7 separate regions of the Mus musculus genome follow, and all the other regions are linked to region 1. The links are chromatin contacts, called in public HiCAR-type, HiChIP or PLAC-seq and promoter capture Hi-C maps. All regions are on one chromosome and are shown on one strand. Each heading gives the region's core, a stretch centred on a gene start, on an enhancer-like site or on the middle of the called end of the contact. The rest is flanking DNA. Distances are from core to core; before and after follow the strand shown.

Region 1 (2,881 bases), core at 244-2,743:
GCCTGTGACTTCCCTTTAAGGAGCTTCTCATGATGGCTACCCAACGGGCAATCGTATCTCAAATCCTACATCACTGAACGTTTGAGTGTCCTTTATATAGCAGGAAAGCCTATTTATAGTCATGGTGAGACTCAGTTCAAGTAAAGATATAGAGAAAACCAGGTTCTAGTAACAGACAATTGGAGATTGTACAATTTCCAAATCTGGGATTATATGAAATTAAAATTTGGCATTAAGTTGGAGAGTATTTCAAAATAGGTTCATACCTGTAAGGATACTTAACCCACTGTTAAAATGGTTCACTCTAGCTAGAACACTTGATGTCAAATTTTAAAATGTAGGTTGTATGGATTTCTATGCTTTTTTTTTTTTTTCAAAAAAAAATCACTAACGGACTTAATTCAAAGGAAAGCAACAAACAGAAAGGTAAAGGAAGACTGGCATGAAACACTCTAAACTCACTGCTTGTAAAATATCATTAAATTTGCATGCTACTTTGTACCCTAAAAATGCCATGCAGTAAGTTGACTTGTTAGTTTTCCCATTCGTGTGGGAACTCTTGTACCAGTCATCTTCAAAAGATAGTTCTGAGTAATAGTAAAGAAACAAAACTGGAAGTGTGCTTCAGATAATGTTCCTACCTACAAATTAACATCACTGCCTATGCCCAGAAGAGAATATCCTTGCCAAAGTACAATAAACAATACAGCAAACCCTCAAGCATTTACTAACAGCAGAATAGCTAAAAACAAACAACAACAAAAAACAAAACAAAACATCAACAACAAAAAAACCCTCTTCTGTGTGCTTTGTTTTCAGATCATAAAATTGTTTTCTGCAAACTGAGACCTAAACGCCCAATTCCCATCCCACTCTGTTATCTGGAGCACCAGTGTCCTGTATTTACCCGCCCCCTCTTCTCAGGTTCACCCCATATTTATCCTATACACCCCCAAAGCAGGCCCAAAGGGCATGTCACTAGGTCCTTCACCCGCAGCCACCTCTACCACTCTGGGATGAGAGTCCCAGTACTGCAATAGGTCTGTCCCCACTTGGCTCACAGCCCCTTATCCTCCTGGAGCGATGCTAGCTGCTACAGCCGGGCTCCCGCGCGACCCTTGTCCGCAAGGCTCTGTGGCTTTCCAGAACGGCCGGCCGCTGCAGGGCCAGGTGAGCCTCCCCACAGCACCCCAGGGCCCTCGGCGCCTCTGGTCCCCAAACCCCGGCCCCGGCCCCCGCGGGCATCGGACACTGCGTCTTGCACCGAGCCCGCCTCGGGCCCCAGCTCGGCCCCGCCGCAGTGCGCAGACCCGAAGCCCGCGCCGCAGGGAGCTCGCCGCCAGGCCTTACCGCACGCGCCCCTCAGCCCTCCGCCGAGGTGACGGCGGCGCAGGTGGCGGGCGCAGAGGCAGCTGCGACCAGCGAGTCCCGCCGCCGCCCGCGCCACCGCCGCCACCGCCGCCGCCGCCGAGTTTGACGCGCCTGCTCCGCCCCTGAGCGTGCGCCGTGGCGCGCCGCGGACAACTGCGGGGACCGCGGGCGGCGGAGGTCGCCACCGAGAGGGACGAGACGCTGCACGGTGGTGGTGGGGACGGGGATAAGGGAGGGAGAAGGGACCTTAGGGCTCTTTGGAGGGCATCATCGCAGGACCCCAGCGGGAGACTGTTAGAAAAGGAGCTAAAATAAAGGAGCAGGGCTCAAGAGGAGGTTTGTGGCACTAACTACATGATGTGGGACAGCAGTTGGCCTTCCTGAACCAAAGTGGACGAGATTCCTGTGGTTTCATCATCTTCTCTTTCTGCCTTCTATCTTAATGTCGGAATGATAATTCCAATTTCTGAAGTCTGATCTTTCTACTCAGGCTTCATGTGGTCAGAATCATTACAGTAGTATAGCATACATAGTGCAAGGAATGCTGCTCCTAACATTGGTTGCACAGTTGACATTGAGCACAACAGGGTCCCTTCATAGTGTCGCCACTGACCCTCAGTGTGTCTAGACAACTGTACATCCTTCTCAATTTTATAGACGGTGAAATTGAAATTCATGCCATTAAGAGATTCAATCACCTGGAGTTTACAGATCTTAAAAGAGATTTAGCAGTGATTTTGCATGGCAGTGCCAGTTAGTTTTTGCCTTTTGGTACTAAACTACTCTAGCTTTCATTTCCATAGTTAAGAAACAACTTCTTTTAAACTTAAGCACCCTACCCATTCCTTTAAGACCCCACAGGAGTTCATTCCCTCTCTTCATACAATTTCCCTTTCTGTGGGAAAATTGATGCCCCTTGCTTCTGTCGAATAAACGCAGTTTTGTTTGCTGAGGTCAGACTGTATCTCGGAATCCCATCTGCTTTCCTCAAGCTACTGCTGGAATATTATTATGCCCGTGCCTCCATGCCCACCTGATAATAACTCTTAAGGGAAGCCTAGCAGATTTGAACCCAAGTGAGCATGGTCCAGCCTTGTATGTAGAAGAGCAGATGTTCCACTAATTCATGTATAGGCCTGTTAAACATGAGAGAGGGGCATTCCCTCCACCCAGACACTGTCTTTCAGCTCCACAAAGCTTTCTGTGTCACAAGGGCAGCAATAACTAGGAAGCAATCCTTATTTCCATTGCTAAGTCACAGCTGCCTTGTTTTAAAGCTTCACTAAATAGAACAGCATGCCTTTTTTAATTATATCAAAACATGACCACACATTTTATTTTATTTTATTTTTATGTTTTGGATTTGTCAATTTGGTATCTCTTTCACATTTTTAAATATTTATTTATTTTTAACTGTCTTCATTAATTAAACTAATAAAATTTATTTTAAAATATACAATTCAGTATTTACATTTTTAAATCATCAAAATAATTTATAATAGTTAAATGC
Region 2 (2,881 bases), core at 96-2,595, 1.4 Mb after region 1:
CCATTCCCATTGTGTGCAACCCGGCCCTATTGGTAGCTGGGAACTCAGTGTTCTCTATCATTGATGTTGTTGTAAGTTTATTTTTGTAAGTCATGCCTACATTAAAGTTATATCAGTTAAATGAATACCAAATGAATAGAGCCCTTACACATTATCTAAAAATTAGTTCTTCCCATTTGGGTACCCGCCGTGGGTACAGGGCCTTTATCAGAATCATAGATGTTAATAAAATGTAGGATAGAAAAGCTAACAGTAACTGGTGAAAATAGAAAATCTTTTCCTTATGCAGATATTCACTTAAAAATAGTTAAAAACAACATAATTAGCCAAAACAAATTTACCAACCAAGAACAAGTTGAAAAACTTAAACTAGGCTTTTTAAAGGAGTTATTGCAAATATTACTTAGAAACCTTTTTCTCACTGAACTTCATATTTGTTTTTGTGTATTTAAAGATCTATTTGTCAGGGTTATTTTTTAAAAGAAACATTGTGGAGATACAGAAACAAGTTTAGTCACTTGTTAATGAATTGATTTCGACATACCTTTTTCAAGTTAAAAATAGATGAAGTCTGTGTAACTTTAAAAGTTTAAGTGTTTTGTGTATTAATAAATTATTAAATGGCAAAGATAGTGATACTGTCAGCAGTACTTTTTCCAGCCTTCTCCCCTGTGTTTTATTTGCTGACTTCTTTTTAACCAGATTATCTACTAAATATAGAAAGGGTAAACTTTTCACCAAAGATGTAAAACAGGCTCTGGGCTGTGTGTGCTTATGGGATACTTTAGCACACACACCCCTACCCCTACTCTCTGCCTCCTCCTCCTCCGCCCCCCCCCCCCCAACTGCATTACTTACAAGAAACGCTCCTATGTAATATTAACTGAATGCGATTCTAAACATTTCCCAATATTTCGCTATATATTGTATTCGGTATTCACTGCAATCCTTTAAGGAGACAGTCTTATTAGTTTCTTATCAAATCATAGAGATCTTATTTTGCATATTCCAAGAATCAAACGTGCAGTTTAACTCCGACGATTGCAAACGTCACTACTACGTCGTTCTGTTGAGTCCGCTGACACTGCACTGACTCACGCATTCCACGTTCTAACTAGCAAAAGGAAGCTTTGCATCGTGGTCACGCAATACCTGCCTATAAACAAGGACTCTGAGCAGGGGCAATCAAGGTTCCTTGTGGCGTGATGGCAGAGGGCCGGTCTTGTTTCCTAGGTAACAGCCATTGCACACAAGCTGATAGGGCACCGCGCTCCCAACACCTCCACCAGTGATGTCACTTCCTTGGTCTGTGCGGTTGTCCCAGCGACGCCGGCGGAAAGGCGGTGTTGGGTACCCAAGAGACCAGGCGGTTGGAAGTCACTTCCTCCCGGGGACGCTGTTGCCTAGCAACCGCCTTCTGCCTCCATCTTTTGCCCCGCCTCCAGGTTATTCCAATACCTGGTTTCCCAGACCGCGAGGCCCGGGCCGGGGGCGACACCTGTGCTAGAGCATAGCCGCTGGGTTCTCAGGTGGTCACAGGGGCCCGGGTGCACGGGGAGCGGGGTGGATGCAGGAGGCGCGGGCCGTGGTACGTGGAGGAACGGAGGGGACCGTGCTGGGTGTGCGGGGCCCTGGCGCGTGCTGGGCCGGGAGCCGCGCGGAGCTGGGATGCGGACGCCGCCTGGCCAGCCCGGGGAGCTCTGGGCGGTGGCCGGCGATCCAAATGGGCCTCCGACGTCGCGCGCTGGAAGCCTGATGTGCTGCAACTTAGTGTGGAGATGTGTGTGTAACAGCAAACGAATGGTTTGGGAAAATGTCGCTGCTGCTTGTGGTTAAGCATCGTTTTGAATACTGTTATGTGCAAGCCATTTCCGGGGCTGGGAACCTTGACAGTCCTCTTGGTTGCAGCTTGAACTAAGTCGTGGTGGCGTCCGCAATGCTGTGTGTTTTTAATAATGGAAAGTGAAATTGTTTGGCAACATTTTGTTATTATGTAGTTCATTCATCCTTCTAGTGGATGTAGAACAGTAATAACTTCCTCATGGATTTTCTTTTCGTGAAAACCAATTTGTTGTGAAATTTTTATGTACTTAACATAAAACGCTCTTAACGTTTTTAGGTGAATATATTGTACAATGATTAGAGCGATTTCTCTTTGGAGCGGGGTTGTGGGGCACTAATCCCAGGAACAGTGTCTTGATCATGTAAAAACGTCTAATTCTTTAAAATATTTATATGTATATTTCAGCCACCATCAGAGGTTGAATGAATTATTTCAGTAATTTATTAACTGTTGTATAAAAGCAGAGAAAAAGGACACACCATGTCCGATGAAATCTTCAGCACAACTTTGGCGTACACCAAGAGTCCAAAGGCTACCAAGAGAACTTCCTTTCAGGTAAAACGCTGCAAAGCATTTGGTTTTGATTATGCTGCTGCCTAGCCCTTGCTGGTTCTCACAAGATCTGGCATGACGTGGGAGGAGTTCTTGCTTCACTGTTAGTGTGTTGTAGGTCATCTGTCAACTTTGGGCTCCAGTATTGAAACACCCCTCTCTGTAGGATCCTGTCTTCAATATTTGGTTTCTAAGTTGCAAGCCAAAGAGCGACTTCAGAGCTTGGCTCTCTTTAGATTTTGGTTTTCTGTCGTAAGCGTCACAAGGTCTGACTGTGCCAATGCTGCATCCAACTCTTGTTCCCGTGTTTATCACATTATGCCCATCTCTGTAATACACTTCAAGGACCAGTTTGAGGCTGAGGGTCTGCCTCAGTGGTAGGCTATCAAAGTAGCCTGTCATGCTTGTCAAACCTAAGCACTTCCCTCCCTCAAAATGTAGGCATCTGTAACAGAATGTCAGTTTCTAGTAAATCCAATTAAATTG
Region 3 (2,881 bases), core at 122-2,621, 1.2 Mb after region 1:
TCCTCCTTAGACCTACAGAAAGCTTAAGAGATGCCTTGGGCCTTAAAATCTCAGATAAGTCTATTTTCTCGTCTTATCTGAGTACCAGACTCAAAGCTCTACAGAAACTAGGATGCCCTGCTAGGGTTGCCAGAAGAAAACACAGCAAAGCAAGGGTGATTTGGGCAAGTTAAAGGGAAAATGTCCCTTTATTACATATCGGTTTCTCATGACTTACTGGAGAAATAATCTTTGAGTGTACTATACCATAACCAAATGATTTAACCATATTACGTGTTCCTGGTGTGCAAATCGCAAAAGAAAGCGAATCTTCTGTTCATTTCCTGCCTCTGATCCTAAGACCTTGCAGAGGCCCAGGAAGCCCCCAGGTCCCCTTGCATGGGAGCTAGCCAACCCTCTGAACCTGGCCTGGGAGTCACAGTGCTCTGCCTGTCTGGGTGTTCCCACGCTCAGTCCGGGTGAAGAGGCCGCAGCGACCCCAAGGGGCTTGATCACGCGGCCACGCCCCGGCCTACCCTCCTCTCCTGGTCCCGGCTTCGGAGCGTGGGAGAGGAGACCGGAGGATGCGCACCACGACCCTGCTGGGAGCAGCCAGGGAAGCGGGCGGGCGCGGGCTCGGTGCCAACGCGCGGCCCTGGGAGCGGGGCTGTTCACTTACTTGATGTCTTCCCACACCTCGGGACCATAATTGCGGATCACCAGCAGCTCCAGGGCATGGTTCACGAAACCGTACTGAAGGGCAGAGAGAGAGACCGTGGTCAAGGACCCGCGCCTTGCAACCCGGTCTTCCACCCGGTGCCTCTGACCTGTCATTCGCCTTCAGGATAAGCTTTCGGGTACCCTATTCTAAAAGGGGGGACTCTGCGGGATCTTTGAATTCTCGTCGTCCCTTTCCCCTCCCCCATCTTCTTACCCCTGCTCACCTGTCACCGTGGTGCAACAGGGGTAGCTCAGGAACCTGAGCCCTGAGCTTCCCACACCACCCTGCCCGTGGAACCCAGAATCCCCAGAAGTTGGAGGCTGGGGTTGAGTGGTGGGGACCCAACCAGACCCAGAGACTCGGAGCACTCCAGCAGATCATATGTCCCCACCTCCCACCAAAAGCGCTGTTCCTCGCGGCCCTCCGCTCTGTGTGCCCTGGGGCTTGTTTCTGCATCTCAGCCAGCTCTCTAGCCAGTCAAGGTCCACCCGCTCAGGTGTGATGTTCCGCTGACCATCCTGACAGCACTCACCATGGTGTCCGCGCCCGGAGCCTAGGAAGCAGCTTCCAGGCAAGAGTACCGCGGAAGGGACCCAGACAGCGACTACAGCGGCGACAGTGCTCCCAGACCAGCACAGAGCTGAAGCTAGGGCATCAGTCTCGGCCAACTCTGATTGCCACCTCTTCTCAGCCAATGACGAGTGGAGCCGCAGGAGGCTGGGCGCTGTTTCTTCCCATATCTTAGCCAATCAGTGACAGAGGAGGGAATTCAGATGGGCTCAGAGCTACTGTGCTCAAACATTTTCCCGCCCCAGTCTGGTGACAAGTCATTTCTTTTGAGGCCTTAAGGCAGATAGAACAGAACCAGCTGTGCTCCTTCCAGCATGGATGGGGTATTGTCATTGTCATCCTCGTACATCTGTTCTAATGTCCTAGAGCTTGGGCGTGTGTGTGTGTGTGTGTGTGTGTGTGTGTGTGTGTGTGTGTGCGCGCGCGCGCGCCCAGTGTTGATTAACATCGTCATGTTTTTTGTAGTTATGCACATAAACATTTCCTCTGTTGCTTTACCTAGCAACAGCTGGCAAACATAGCTAATCCTACAAAATTAACATTTTTACTTTTAGTCAATTAAGTTAATAATCAAGTGCACAAACTAAGATGTTTTGTAATATACAAGAGGTTTAGCAACTGCATTAGACTTTTTGCCATTGAGACAAAATACCTGACATTAACCAGCAGAATTCATGTTTTTGCCTGTGGTTTTTAGAGATCCATCGTTTTTTGTTTTTGTTTTCGCTTTTTTTTTTGTCTCCGTTGCTTTGGGGCGTGTGGAACAGCCCAACTCCATGGTGGCTGAGAGAATGGCCGAGGCTGTTTAGTTCATTACAGAGACACACAGGTGGGCCCAGTAGAGGCTTACAGTTCCCAAGGACACCCACAGTGGTCTACTTACAAACTCCAAAAAGGCTTCCAGAAGTTTCCAAACTGGTATTTCCCAGCTGGGGAATATGCTCTCAAGTACCTTCTCGGAGGATAGATACTTCATGTATCTTCTTGGAGGATAGATACTTCATGTGCAAACATAATTGTGAGCAAAACGTTAAGCCATCTTGTCTGTGAACTTTACAGGACAGGCCATATTACAACCCAGGAGTTAGAATTCCAGAAGTTTTAGATTTGTCTTGTATTTCTGTTTTGTCTGTTTGTCTGTCTGTCCATCAGTCCACCCACCCACCCACCCATCCATCCATCCATCCATCCATCCATCCAAGGGCCCATTACAAATGTGTGAACATTTCATCCCTCTCCAGTATGTCTTTCTCCCTCCCTCCCTCCTTCCCTCCTTCCCTTTCTCCTTCCCTCTTTCTTTCTTTCTTTCTTTCTTTCTTTCTTTCTTTCTTTCTTTCTTTCTTTCTCTCTTCCTTCCTTCCTCCCCCTCTCTCTCTTTCTCTCTTCCTTCCTCTCTCTCTCTCTCTCTCTCTCTCTCTCTCTCTCTCTCTCTCTCTCCTCTTTCTTACTTTCAAGCTGTCCCTTCTGTAAGTATGCACTCATCCATAGTCCCAAAACTCATTGGTTCTCCAAGGTGGACAGTGATGTAATCATTACTCATCTGTCCTGGCTTCTCACTCTAAAGACAGTAGAAATATTCACTGTGTCTCCTCAAGAAAAGTTTTCTACACA
Region 4 (2,881 bases), core at 281-2,780, 1.1 Mb before region 1:
TAATAAATAAGCAAATAACTAACAGGACTTCTAAATATGAGGCAGGAGAGCTATTTGGAAAGCTGTCCTGGGACTTAAAATACAGGTTTAATAGCGAAGAAATCATTTTTTTTCCATTTTAATTAAAACAAGCAAAGCAAGTGCATGGCTAAGAGGACAGTGCCTAACCATTTAATGAGGTAGATTATTTTACAGAAAAGAAGGCTCCACTAAGGGGTATTGATGGGCAGCCACAGGTTTCAGCCTGAATTGGATGAATAATTAGTAGTGCTAATTAGAGCGCATGACCTCATTTGACTGCTGAATCAACTCCAGTCAGTTATTGCCTTAGATAAACGATGTTCGTTTACAGCACACGGCTCCAGAGCATTTCCAAAAGCACATGATCTAATTCCCTGTGAACCAACAATCCCAGACTGCCATAAGGAAGAGTCCATCTCGCGTTAAATCAGTGACATTTCTGTGGTAAAGAGAAGCATCATTACTTTACTGAACATGTATCCCCAACCCTTTTTTCGCACAAACCTAGCCCCAAATTATTCCTCTAAAAATCTTATTTTCAGTCTAGGTTGGTAGCAAGCTAACTTCCGGCACTCAGAAGGCAGAAGCAGGAAGATCTTTGAGATCATCGCCTGCTTGGTTTACATAGCTAGTTCCAGACCATCCAGGACAACACTAGTGTGACCCTGTCTTTAAAAAAGCAAGCAAGCAAACAAAATCCATTATTATTATTATTATTATTATTATTATTATATTTTTTAATAATACGGCATGCTCGGCAAACGCTCTGCTCAGCTATACCCGAACCCCGTTTTTACTTTGTTTGATTTGAGACAGTCTCGCCAAGCTTTTCTAGGCAGACTTTAAACTCGCTTCAGAGCTCAGTCAAGCTTTAAACTTGTGCTAGATCCCTCCCATTCATTTAAAATTTTTTCAAGTTTTAGTTAGACAATAGGACCATAAATATCACGTGGGTCAGGTAGCACGTGACCTGCCCACACGCGTTTACCTTAGACAGATTACCAACCAGGCAGCAGCTATCGAAATAGTTCGTATTTCTCCAAGGTAAAAGCTTTCAACATTCCGTGGAAAAGTCTCAAGTCCAAGGATTCTAAGGTTTACGTGTTAAGTATCCACTTAATATTTTATTAAGCTACATTCATTCTTTCTAAAAAATTTACTACTTTCGTTTCATTACTGGTATATCTGCTTTTTCTCCCGACTACTTTAAAGTTTTAAGCAGCTCCTCCCCTGCGTTTAAGATAGTGCCGGCGCTCGATCAATGCCGCCTGCTCTAGTTTAAAGATTTCATTTCTGGTTTCCTTTAATTTCCTCCAATCTGAGTGCAGCTTCGCCTGTCTCTGGGCTGACGTCACGAGTGCTGGCACTTACTTGCTCTGCGAGTTTTCCCGAGGAGCTGAAGGTTGCAGGGCGGCTCTCAGACCCAGGGGCACCTTAGACTCAGGTGACCTGGTGGGGTCTCACTGCGCTGACTCTTCCCTGGACGCGTGCGGACTTCCTGCCGGAATCTGAAGGGAGACCGGAGTCCCTCCCAGGCGGAGGCTCAGGACACCCTCCCAGCGGAGGGCTGGAGCTCAGTCAGGTGACTAAGGAGTCCTCAGGCCCTCTGTCAGTCAGCGAGTTAACTAGAGAGTGTCGTGCCCCCCCCCCCCCCCCCCCTTTAAAGAAGAGCTCGTTCAGTGAGTAGCAAGTCACCTTCTGCTAAACACCACACCTTTAATTGTGCAGTTTGTGGATGAGACAAAGCCGGAGCTACCTCACACAGTTACAAAATAAATGCTCATTCCATCCCGGTTTGCCTTTGTTGTTAGGCAATCTCTCCTAATTTGCACTCCCAACTCTCATTCCCCCTTTTTAAAGTTGAGACAGCTTATTCCGAAGTTGCCTAGACTGGCTTAACGCTCACTCCACAGCCCAAGTAGACTCTGTGATCCTCCTGCCTCAGCCTCCCATGTAGCTGGAATCATGAGCTTAGACAAATGTAAACAATTAATGTGTGCTACTGTAATGTGAACTAAATGCCTTTGTGGCTTGCTGGCACATTTCAGTAGACAAGGGAGGTGGCTTTATACAAATCCATACACTGGAGTTGCGGAAAATAAAGCTTGGCCCGGGAGGTAATTTCTTTGAAAATAGCTTCCAGGAAGCTTTCCTGTGAAACCAGGCTGTGCATCACGTTCCAGAGCAGTAGCTGTATCCCACCCCACCTAAAGAGCTGTAAGAATCAAGAGCAATGGACAGGAGTGCAGGCTTCGGACATCCGATTGAGATTCAGAGGTAAAAGCAACCACTAGCATATGATGTAGATTTACCTGCCTCTTCTGTAGCTGAAAACCACGTGTGTGTGTGTGTGTGTGTGTGACTGTGTGCGTGCGCGTGTGTGTGTATGTGTGCGCGCACGTCCATATGTGTGTCTGTGTGTGCGCTCGTGTGTGTGTGTGTGTGTGTGTGTGTGTGTGTTTGTGTGTGTGTGTGTTCATCTCTCTCTGTCTCCCTCTCTCCCTCTCTCCCTCTCTCTCTCTCTCTCTCTCTCTCTCTCTCTCTCTCTCTGTGCATGTGTTCGTGTGAGTGTGTGTGTGTGACTGTGTGCGTGTGTGTGTGCGTGCATGTGTGTGTATGTGTGCGCGCGCGTCCATATGTGTCTGTGTGCGCGCTCTTGTGTGTGTGTGTGTGTGTGTGTGTGTGTGTGTGTGTGTGTGTGACAGACCTCTCCTAGACAGCAAGGCTGTCTCTCTAGGCCGGATACTAGCACAGCAGAAGACACAGATGTGAACTTCAAGAAGAGGAAGTGCTAGGTCCTGGCCTAGTCTGAGTTTGAGGCAGGCAGGCCTCTTGGAGTGGATTAAGCTGACACCATCCA
Region 5 (2,881 bases), core at 108-2,607, 1.0 Mb after region 1:
TTGCCTTGGCCTATTTGCTTCTGTAATAACAGAGTCTGCCATATAGGATGACAGAATAAACAGTTCAAGTTTATGGAGCTGCCTGCAGAAAATAATTTGCAGAAAGTCAATGCACTTTATCACTGTATATTTATAGTATGCTTCTCTTGCAGCAATTACATTGATGGCATATTCAATTTAAATATGGAAATGTATTTGCTCCTAATCAATATGGGTTTATCAGTGTATCTGAGCATCTTAACCTTTGTAGGAAATACACCATATTGGATGGTGCGAAACTCCTGGGGATCCTCCTGGGGAGTAGAAGGCTATGCCCACGTGAAAATGGGAGGTAATGTTTGTGGTAAGTCATAAATTTGTGTTGAAAACTCAGGTTAAATATGAAGGGCTTTTTGAAAATATGATCATGACAGACTTGAGTGCTTCCTATGGGCTCAGTGCCCTTTTGTGGTGTTAATCTCTTTTGTGGTTGCTTATCCTGTTAATGAGAAATGAAGTGTTTCATAATACACTATTAAACACACATACAAAATGAAAAATATATTATATGTGTTTGTGTGTGTTAAAACACAAAATAAAACAATAATTTAACAAAACAACTACTTAAAAATAAACAGATTATATACTCCATCTAGGTTATTAAACTTCCCCAGAACATGCCCCTGCTCCGGTTTGACTTTTTACAACGTATGACTTGCCCTAATTGTTCAAGATGGCTAAGAGTAGCTGAGGCTATAGGTCGGTGTGAGGCCATTTGAGTAACATGCTCAAGGCCCTGGAGTTGATCTTCGATGTTGCAAAAGCAAGGGAAGCATGGAAAGAAAAAAATCAGGAATCAAGTTTTCTTTGTGTTAAAGTACGAAAATCTGTACAGCACACTTATTTTTGCTTAATTTGGACCTTGTCACCTGGAAAAGGCTTACAAAATGCCCATAGAAACCGCAAGACTTACCAAATAGGCAGATGCCTGTATAGTGTATAACAAACCTAACAAAAAAGCAAACAGAAAGAGGTGGTTCGGGGTTCTACCACTGATGCTGAAACCTGTATTCAGAACTGTAGTGTAAGATTGGGTCTGGAAAACCATCAAATTTTCTAAATCCTCGAGTTAAACTGAATTGCATGGAGAAACACTCATTTCTCGTTTTAATGATTTCTAACGATGTGGCCCACAAATCTTCACAACTTGCAGGCCCTTTATCCCTCTGAGACAGATAAAAGAGTTACAGCAAAATTTAAGAGTAGGTATTTTTGCTGCAATCTAGTGATCGCTGTTCACTTACCCCAGGGCATAGAGGCGATGAAAATTAGTAATTAACCTGTCCTACTAGACAGCCAAATGGATTCCATACTGGAAATAGCCAACTTCTCAGAGCAGAGGCCCCTGCTGCTCCATCATCCTCATGGCTGCTTTTGTGCCCTAGGAGCTCACAGCTGAGATTCAGCTGCCCAGGAGCCTCTGCTGCTGATTCACATAGCTTCTTAACGCAGCAGGGAGCTGTGTCTAGTTTGCTCTAAAAGTTGACTGTGTAGAAAGCTCTGCCAGGACTGTGGGTCTGGTGAGTCCAGTGCACACAGTGAAGATGTGGTTCACAACTGCCTTCACGGCTCTGCTTTTTCTCGCCTCCCAGATGTCTTCTTCCCTTTACCTGCTTCCACGGTCTGTGTCTCCAGAGGCCTCCTGGTTACTGATTGCCCTGGGATACAAATGCCTACCAACCTTATTTCCTGAACATTGTATACCCAGTGCCACCCACAGTATTACAATGAACAGGAACAAAAGGCAGAGACTATTCCATAATCCAAGCAAATTAAAAAATATTGGTCATTAAAATGAAATTTAGTTTTCAAATGGGCTCTTAACGCTCTTACTGTGATGGCTAGTTCTATATTCTGATGCACTAAGAAAGCTTATAAACACTTATGTTGTATTAAATCATAGTGAACTTCAAATCTAAGAGCTTACATTTTTAAACATTTTAAAATAAATTCCATAAGATATTTTAGGTATAAATATCCCTTAGGAAATACATATCATGGAAGAGTAGATCTAATATATGTTCGTGTATTATGGCTTGATTTTTAGAACAAAAATCTTAAGTGTTCTTCTATTGTTTGCCTTTAGTGTTGCCTTTCTTATACTGGCAGCTAAGCATAACTACTAATTTGGTAGTGGAAACTAACATATTTCAACATAAGTGAAAATTCAAATTGTCAAGCAAATTGTGCAGAGGAAATTTCTCTTAAAATTTTATCCTTCCTTACCTTTTGTACTAGGCATTGCAGACTCTGTAGCTGCTGTCTTTGTGTGATCATGAATTGTTTTGGATTCACCATGAGACAACTACGAAAATGATGCACTTCATAGTGTGATCCAACATCATACTCAACTCTAAGCATTATGCACCTTCAAGTTCCAACAATTTGTCTACAGAGAGGTTCTAAGAGCAAACTGGCATTTTGTAAAGCAACCTAGGACATTCTATTTTTTGCAAAGACATGGACAGCCAAACTTCATAGGAAATCCCCAGGACGTTGACTGATCAACGGACTCTGTGGGATAGTGTGCACCTCTGAGAGTTTGGTGGGATCAGAAGTCACATAGTATTCTCCTCCTGGAAGCAGTTGGGACTTTTGCTTGCTTGTTGTCTTTCTGGCTGTCTACATTAAGGAAGTATTTTGGTCAGGGTGAATTGAAGATATGATGAGCCTTTGTTTTTCCCTTGTGACTTATAATCACCAGTCTTAGATTACCTCATCTACAAGAACTCTCAACCTGATGCAATGTGTGCCTCATAATTAGAATGGCCTTCTGTTCCATGTGAACAGATTTGGAATATCAGTTGTTTTATTTCAGCAAATGGAACTTACTCTAGACAGT
Region 6 (2,881 bases), core at 135-2,634, 1.0 Mb before region 1:
ACACCCCACTCTTATCTCACGCTTCCGTTTCTCTACTCATTTCCAGTGACCCCCTTCTTAGCTTTGTCTACCTTTCCTGGCCGTTTTACCCCCATCGAGAACTGGTGGGAGACAAGAGTTAGTCTGCAAACAGCCCAGATGTAAGGTAAGTTGCAGGCCCTGGACTCTGGCGTCCAGTTTCCCCTTCCCAACTCCGTGGGGTCAGGCAGGGGTCAGTGGGCACTCCTCATTTTTCTAAGGTATTTATTTGGCAACAGGGTCTCCGCCAACTCCAGCAAAACACTTCAGATCACTTCAGCTTCCCAAGGCTGCCATTTCTGTGTCGCTTAGCAAATGAGACACTAGGGGGCTCCCAGGGGCTGAAAGGAGCAGAAAGTTGTTTGAATGAAAACTGGGTCTGAGCTGTGTTTGGAGAAATTCAAAATTAAATTTTATTTTTTATTTTTTTAGTCATCTTTAAAAAGAACCTCACGTGTCTGAAAACGGCGCAGCAGCCAGTTTACAAATCATTTTGCTCCGCTGTTAGAAGGCGGCAGCTTTTAAGGCTGAGCCGAGATGTTTGAAAGGTGGAACACCCTTGGCCATGAAATATGTTCTCCTTACGTGCCTCAGCCTTTCAAAGTTCTGTGCATTAGAGTCAGGAATTCCATTCTTCCTGGAGCTAAGCGTGGGGCCAGCTGTGTAAGTAAAGTTTTGTTTTTCTTCTTAAACAACTTTTTCCCTCTATTTAAAAATGTGAAGAAAAAGGCAAAAAAAACAACAACAAAAAAAAAAACAACAAAAAAAAACCCACCAAAAAACCTAGATATTCTTTTCTTTCATTTTTGCTCTCTTTAGTGGAAAGAAAAGGAATAAAAAGTTGTGTGTGTGTGTGTGTGTGTGTGTGTGTGTGTGTGTGAGAGAGAGAGAGAGAGAGAGAGAGAGAGAGAGAGAGAGAGAGAGAACTCACCCTTTTCAAGCTATATAAACATCAAGGGGTAGTTAAATAACAATTTTAGATATGGAATATATTGTGAAAACAATGTGGAACATTAGTTAAGAGAATATGTTTAAATATGAACTCACTACTTGATATTTTTGTAATATATATCTTACAAAAGTTAGGGTGTCTATAAAAATCTTAAAAAGTATTTATTTCTTTTCTTATTTCTGAATCACAAAAAGGGGGTCTGCAGGGGATCCTGGTTGATGACTTTTAAGAGTTTTGCTTCTCAGATGTAGTGGCTTTAACTGTGAGCTAGCAAACGCTCTTTGCAGCTTGTCTTCATTACTTTAAAGTAAAATCAGACTCACACACCTATCTTGCTTCCGCATTTTAAACTTTACACCAAACTTGGTAGAATTTGTGGAAGGAAAGGGTTACTCGCCTCTTTCCTCTTGTAGAGGAACTGAAATGGGTTGAGTTAGTGATTCAGTCAACTCTTGTTTCCATTCATTCCCAGAGTCAGCCCTCCTTTCTCCTGGGAAAGGCTGATAGGAGTTTAAAAGGCTTGCGGTGGCCAGTTCACAAAGCGTTCCCAGAACCCGCAGCAGCGACCCTTCTCTTTTACCTCTCTGCCTGTTGGAGACCACTTAGATAGCGAAGCGGACTGGACGGCTGGATTCAGGAAGCCATGAATCATGTCACCCGGAGCCAGCTGCAGACTTTAAACTCAGTTCAGCATGTGGAAGCGGCAGAGAAATGACCTGTCCAGACAAGCCGGGGCAGCTCGTAAACTGGTTTGTCTGCTCTCTGTGCGCCCCACGAGTGTGTAAACTTTGGAGTAGTCGGCGTCCCAGGACCAGACGGAACCTCCTGCTGGGCACTGCCTGTGCCATCTACCTGGGCTTTCTGGTGAGCCAGGTGGGCAGAGGTTCCTTTCAGCATGGGCAGGCGACTGACAGGGGACCACCCAACGGTCACGACATCTTCAAGGTACCCTTCTCTGAGATTCCCCTGGATGGTACCCTGGCCCCTCCAGAGTTGCAGGGCAATGGAAGCACTTTGCAGCCCAACGTGGTGTACATTACTCTACGCTCCAAGCGCAGCAAGCCTGCGAATATCCGTGGCACGGTGAAACCCAAGCGCAGGAAGAAGTATGCGGTGGCATCTGCAGCCCCTGATCAGGAGGTGCTGGTTAGACCATCCCTTATACAGCAGGAAGCTGCACGGGCAGCAGATGCTGAAGTACCTGGCTATGTTCAGGGTTACCTAACCAAGGTTGGTGAACGACCCTGGAGGGTGCTGCGTGGTCCTGGAGTCAGAACTAGAGGTTCAAACTTGCAGCAGCCTAGGGCCCGAGAGAGCAACATTAGGATTTATAGCGAGAGCGCCCCCTCATGGCTGAGCAAAGAAGACATCCGCAGAATGCGCCTCCTGGCTGATAGTGAGGTGGCTAGCATCCTACCTATCTCTAAGAGTGGTACCCGCTTGCTGGTGTTGGAAGGGAGCACCTCAGGCTCTGTGCCTGGCTGCGGGCCTAGCCCCTGTGGGCTTCTCAAGCAGCCGCTGGACATGAGTGAAGTGTTCGCCTTCCACCTGGACAGGATCCTGGGTCTCAACAGGACCCTGCCATCTGTGAGCAGGAAATTAGAGTTCATCCAAGGTAACAGATTCACTTGCTTCTTATTTGCAGCTGCTGGGGATTTGGGATCGTTTTCTCCTTTCCCCCACTCTCTCTGAATTATTTTCCCCACCCATGTTTCCCATTTGGACAGCAGCAGCAGCAGTAGCGTCATTTTTCCATACGCGTGGCATTCTTCTATTTCCCAGTCTGGGGATATTAGAGTTCTAATGCACAGCTGTGCTGGGCATGTGAGGGAAAGCCCACACTGCAATCTTTGCTCTCCGTTTCTCTCTGTGCACTTTTTCGTGGCATGTTAAATCTAATTAAAACTAGTG
Region 7 (2,881 bases), core at 180-2,679, 1.0 Mb after region 1:
TATTACTAAACTGAAGTTATTTTTCTGATGATAATTTATGTCTTTTGACAATCCTTTGAGTTAGAACATTTATGCAGGATAACTGCTGTGATCAAAAGAAAGTTTATTTGGACTAAATTTAATAAGTTTATATCAACAAACATTTACTGATTGAATACCCACTATATGTTGTTGGTGCATAAGAGACTAAAGAAATGAAATTGTCGCTCCCACGAAGCTGGCATTACAGAAAAGTGCTATGGATCAAAAGGCTACAGACTGAACACCAGAGGCAATGGGGGCAGTATTAGAAGAATAGGGTGGAGAGGGGGAGAAGGTTAGGGTTTTAAGTAGGGCAGTCGGGGTAGGTAGGCCTGGGAGTGAAGGAACAAGAAAATAAACACTATGGTTATTCAGATATACGCCAGGTTGGAAGCTAAGAAACAAAAGATGCAGGACATTCCGATTTCTGGGAACCTGGTTACAGTTTGTCCACAAAGGATCTGCTTTTGGACAATAGAGAAGGGGTAAAAAAGAAACACAGAGTAAAGACTCATTCTAAGACAATAATTTGCATTTTGTGTACATAGGCCCTTCTGAGAAGCAGCTGGCTGTCTTCTCCCAAGGGTAACCAGCGATTTGTGATATTTGGTCTCAGATCTTAAATCACTCAGTCTCCTTAAAGGAGAGCTCTGAGGCAGTGTACTGGAAACCTCTTTAGCTGAGATGTGAGTGAGCAGACATATTGACTGGTTTGAACATGTTCCCCTTTTCCTTTTACACTCTGTATACCGGCACCATGGTAAAAGGAAACAAGATTTTTAAAAATTACGTCAGTTAATTATAGCTGGGGATAGAAAGTGAGGTGGATGGATTATGAAGTAAGCTAAGCAAGAAGAAAACAACATAATAAAATAATAAGAAAAATTAAAGCAACCTTAACAGTGAAACAAAGAAAAGCACAGGACGTGCTCAGCATATAATGAAGTGTTTAGGATTACTTAGCTAAATTTCATTACAAACTTCGGAAGCGGGTGCAGCTTTCTACAAGTGGAGAAATGGCCACAAGATATTGTGCAGTTCTGTGCAGCAACAATTTTGTCAAGTATTTATACGCATCCATAGAGAGAAGTGTGTAAATTCGCATACACTATACGTCCCCATACAACCTGCTGAGTTCAATTTACACACACTCAGTGAACACATATTCAATTTAAACAGCAGGAAGTAAAATGAAGGGCTGAATCTCAGACAGCAGGAAACACAATAGTTTGTATCTTCATACTGTTGTGTAAGTCAGGTTTTGCTCTCTTTCTTATTAAGTAAGAGGGAAATCCCAGATGCCCAATAACAGCACAAAAGCTCAATAATAATCCCAAGAAGCACCAAACAAACAAAACAGCTGGGACCCCAGCAGCTTTCTGCTTCTGGGCGTGCACAGGACACAGGCAGTGGGCGGAGCCAAGAAACCGAAAGAGAAAGCGGGCCGGGCACAGTGGACCTCGGGCACCGGGATGAAGCCGCAGTTGGTGAACCTCTTGCTACTGTGTTGCTGCTGTCTCGGCCGCCACGGGGTCGCCGGGACCTGGTCTTGGAGCCACCAGCGGGAGGCCGCCGCCTTGCGGGTACCAAGCTCCCTCCCTCTACTGCCCCGGGGCTCCTAGGGAGGGACCCAAGCTCCAAGCGCGCATTTCCCCAGTAGAACTGCCTCCTAAAAGTTTGATTCCCCAGGGCAAGGATTTCTGTGCTATATCCCAAAGCACCAAAAGATGTCCAAAGCAAAGCTAAGGGGAAGAAGTATCCTGAATCCTAAAGCCTTTCCCACACCAAACCTGTCGCATAGAAAGCCGCCTGCAGGGGGCACTGGCTCTCTCCTCCTATAACTGGAAGTTAATGATTTCTCAGTCCTGGAACTGTCTACCACCATCAAGTTCTCTCTGACTTGGTGGAGACTGATGTAGAACAGGAGACATTTCACTGCCTTAAATTCGGATTTCTTTTTTTAAAGTTTTCATAATAATCCTTCAATTGCTCTCCAACCTTAAAATTCTGAAATGGACAAGTTAGCTGACCACGGATAGATTTTCCCAGTAACCAGGGGAACTGACCGAAATGCAGATTCACAGTTGGCCTCAGTTGCTATACTTAATGCTCTCTGAAAGGTTTTTAAATCTGAAAAAAAAAAAAAGAAAAAGAAAAGAAAAAAGAAAATGCCATCACGATTTTATTAGAGGAGGACTCACCTGTTCGACTCAGTGTCTATCTGAATTCAGGAATGCTGCTCTTAGGCCATTTAACTAGTGTTTACTGATGTTTTCTGAAATTTCCATAGAACCCCATAGCTCTGCCCCGTTCTCCTTGTCCTCTTTGGCCTGAGAAGTTCCAGTATTCATTCAGTCCGGCCTTCTTTGGCTTCAGCTACCCTTGTGTTGTACTCAAATCAAAATGCTGTGCTTTAGTTCTCCTTTTTGTTACTTTTGAGCTCATTTCTTGTTACCAGTCTATTTCTCAGTGTCCTTGGCCTGTGTGTTACTGAGACCTGTCCTTGATTTCCAATAGGGTGAGGTAGTCAGTGTCACAGGTTGTTGATAAGGTGTTTATTGGCCAACTAGTTTTTTTTTTTCTAATCTTGAGTATTGAAAGCTAACAATGTAATGTATAATTTTTTTTCTCCTTACTGAAATAAAGCAAGGTTGCCAAGAAAAGCAACTTAAAGAAAGTGAAAAAGGGTCTACTTTGGCTCACACTTTCAGGGACAGTCTATCATCATGATAGGGATGTCATAGTGACATGTGTGTGGAGCAGACATCCATACTACATCAGCAGCCAGGAAGGGAAAGACATGGATACTGTATCCCAGCTTACTTTCTCATCTTTATTTGGTCCAGAACCCCAGCAGGAG

What was found. Promoter capture Hi-C pulls out the DNA fragments that hold promoters and counts their contacts. HiCAR-type assays count read pairs that join an accessible place to other places. HiChIP or PLAC-seq counts read pairs in DNA pulled down with a chosen protein or histone mark.
Region 2: a promoter capture Hi-C map of hippocampal neurons shows a contact between it and region 1, with 4 times the contacts expected there. The contact joins the promoter of Map9 here to the promoter of Glrb in region 1. A contact is called at or near these places in 4 of 39 promoter capture datasets (embryonic stem cells, frontonasal cranial neural crest, hippocampal neurons and 1 more) and 1 of 115 datasets of contacts at active chromatin or transcription factors (astrocytes).
Region 3: a contact with region 1 is called in a promoter capture Hi-C map of hippocampal neurons, with 2.2 times the contacts expected there. The contact joins the promoter of Gucy1b1 here to the promoter of Glrb in region 1. A contact is called at or near these places in 2 of 39 promoter capture datasets (hippocampal neurons and pre-B cells) and 1 of 9 other capture datasets (macrophages).
Region 4: a promoter capture Hi-C map of second pharyngeal arch cranial neural crest shows a contact between it and region 1, with 6 times the contacts expected there. The contact joins the promoter of Tmem144 here to the promoter of Glrb in region 1. A contact is called at or near these places in 18 of 39 promoter capture datasets (the 3T3-L1 cell line, 3T3-L1-derived adipocytes, the C10 cell line and 11 more) and 1 of 115 datasets of contacts at active chromatin or transcription factors (pancreatic cancer cells).
Region 5: a contact with region 1 is called in a promoter capture Hi-C map of second pharyngeal arch cranial neural crest. The contact joins the enhancer-like site here to the promoter of Glrb in region 1. A contact is called at or near these places in 9 of 39 promoter capture datasets (the C10 cell line, cranial neural crest, embryonic stem cells and 4 more), 1 of 115 datasets of contacts at active chromatin or transcription factors (stem cell-derived neural progenitor cells) and 1 of 9 other capture datasets (macrophages).
Region 6: an H3K27ac HiChIP or PLAC-seq map of SST interneurons shows a contact between it and region 1, with 7 times the contacts expected there. The contact joins the promoter of Gask1b here to the promoter of Glrb in region 1. A contact is called at or near these places in 4 of 39 promoter capture datasets (the C10 cell line, cranial neural crest, embryonic stem cells and 1 more) and 1 of 115 datasets of contacts at active chromatin or transcription factors (SST interneurons).
Region 7: a HiCAR-type map of astrocytes shows a contact between it and region 1, with 7 times the contacts expected there. The contact joins the promoter of Ctso here to the promoter of Glrb in region 1. A contact is called at or near these places in 10 of 39 promoter capture datasets (cranial neural crest, embryonic stem cells, frontonasal cranial neural crest and 5 more), 1 of 484 Hi-C or Micro-C datasets (cerebral cortex), 5 of 115 datasets of contacts at active chromatin or transcription factors (VIP interneurons, astrocytes, neural progenitor cells and 2 more) and 2 of 9 other capture datasets (adipose tissue and macrophages).

Annotation. Positions count from the first base shown.
Region 1 is chr3:80,912,167-80,915,047 of GRCm38.p6, forward strand. It overlaps Glrb (glycine receptor, beta subunit), which reads right to left and starts at 1,494. Exons shown (of 10, transcript NM_010298.6): 1 at 1,351-1,494.
Region 2 is chr3:82,356,727-82,359,607 of GRCm38.p6, forward strand. It overlaps Map9 (microtubule-associated protein 9), which reads left to right and starts at 1,346. Exons shown (of 14, transcript NM_001081230.1): 1 at 1,346-1,529; 2 at 2,249-2,398. The coding sequence starts at 2,324.
Region 3 is chr3:82,073,340-82,076,220 of GRCm38.p6, forward strand. It overlaps Gucy1b1 (guanylate cyclase 1, soluble, beta 1), which reads right to left and starts at 1,372. Exons shown (of 14, transcript NM_017469.4): 1 at 1,233-1,372; 2 at 659-732. The coding sequence starts at 1,235.
Region 4 is chr3:79,841,379-79,844,259 of GRCm38.p6, forward strand. Tmem144 (transmembrane protein 144) reads right to left here and starts at 1,531. Exons shown (of 12, transcript NM_001379543.1): 1 at 1,393-1,531.
Region 5 is chr3:81,951,949-81,954,829 of GRCm38.p6, forward strand. Ctso (cathepsin O) reads left to right here. Exons shown (of 8, transcript NM_177662.3): 7 at 251-343; 8 at 2,278-2,881. The coding sequence ends at 2,312. Among named protein-coding and RNA genes, the nearest start is that of Ctso, 21 kb to the left of the region's middle. Within about 2 kb of position 1,358, at least 2 of the 459 cell types and tissues checked have an H3K27ac peak or open chromatin away from gene starts, as enhancers often do. A contact at or near this core is called in second pharyngeal arch cranial neural crest, where this site is marked.
Region 6 is chr3:79,884,546-79,887,426 of GRCm38.p6, forward strand. Gask1b (golgi associated kinase 1B) reads left to right here and starts at 1,385. Exons shown (of 4, transcript NM_133187.3): 1 at 1,385-2,585. The coding sequence starts at 1,682. It overlaps Gm36569 (a long non-coding RNA gene), which reads right to left and starts at 2,261. Exons shown (of 3, transcript XR_375740.1): 1 at 1,551-2,261.
Region 7 is chr3:81,931,172-81,934,052 of GRCm38.p6, forward strand. It overlaps Ctso (cathepsin O), which reads left to right and starts at 1,430. Exons shown (of 8, transcript NM_177662.3): 1 at 1,430-1,604. The coding sequence starts at 1,494.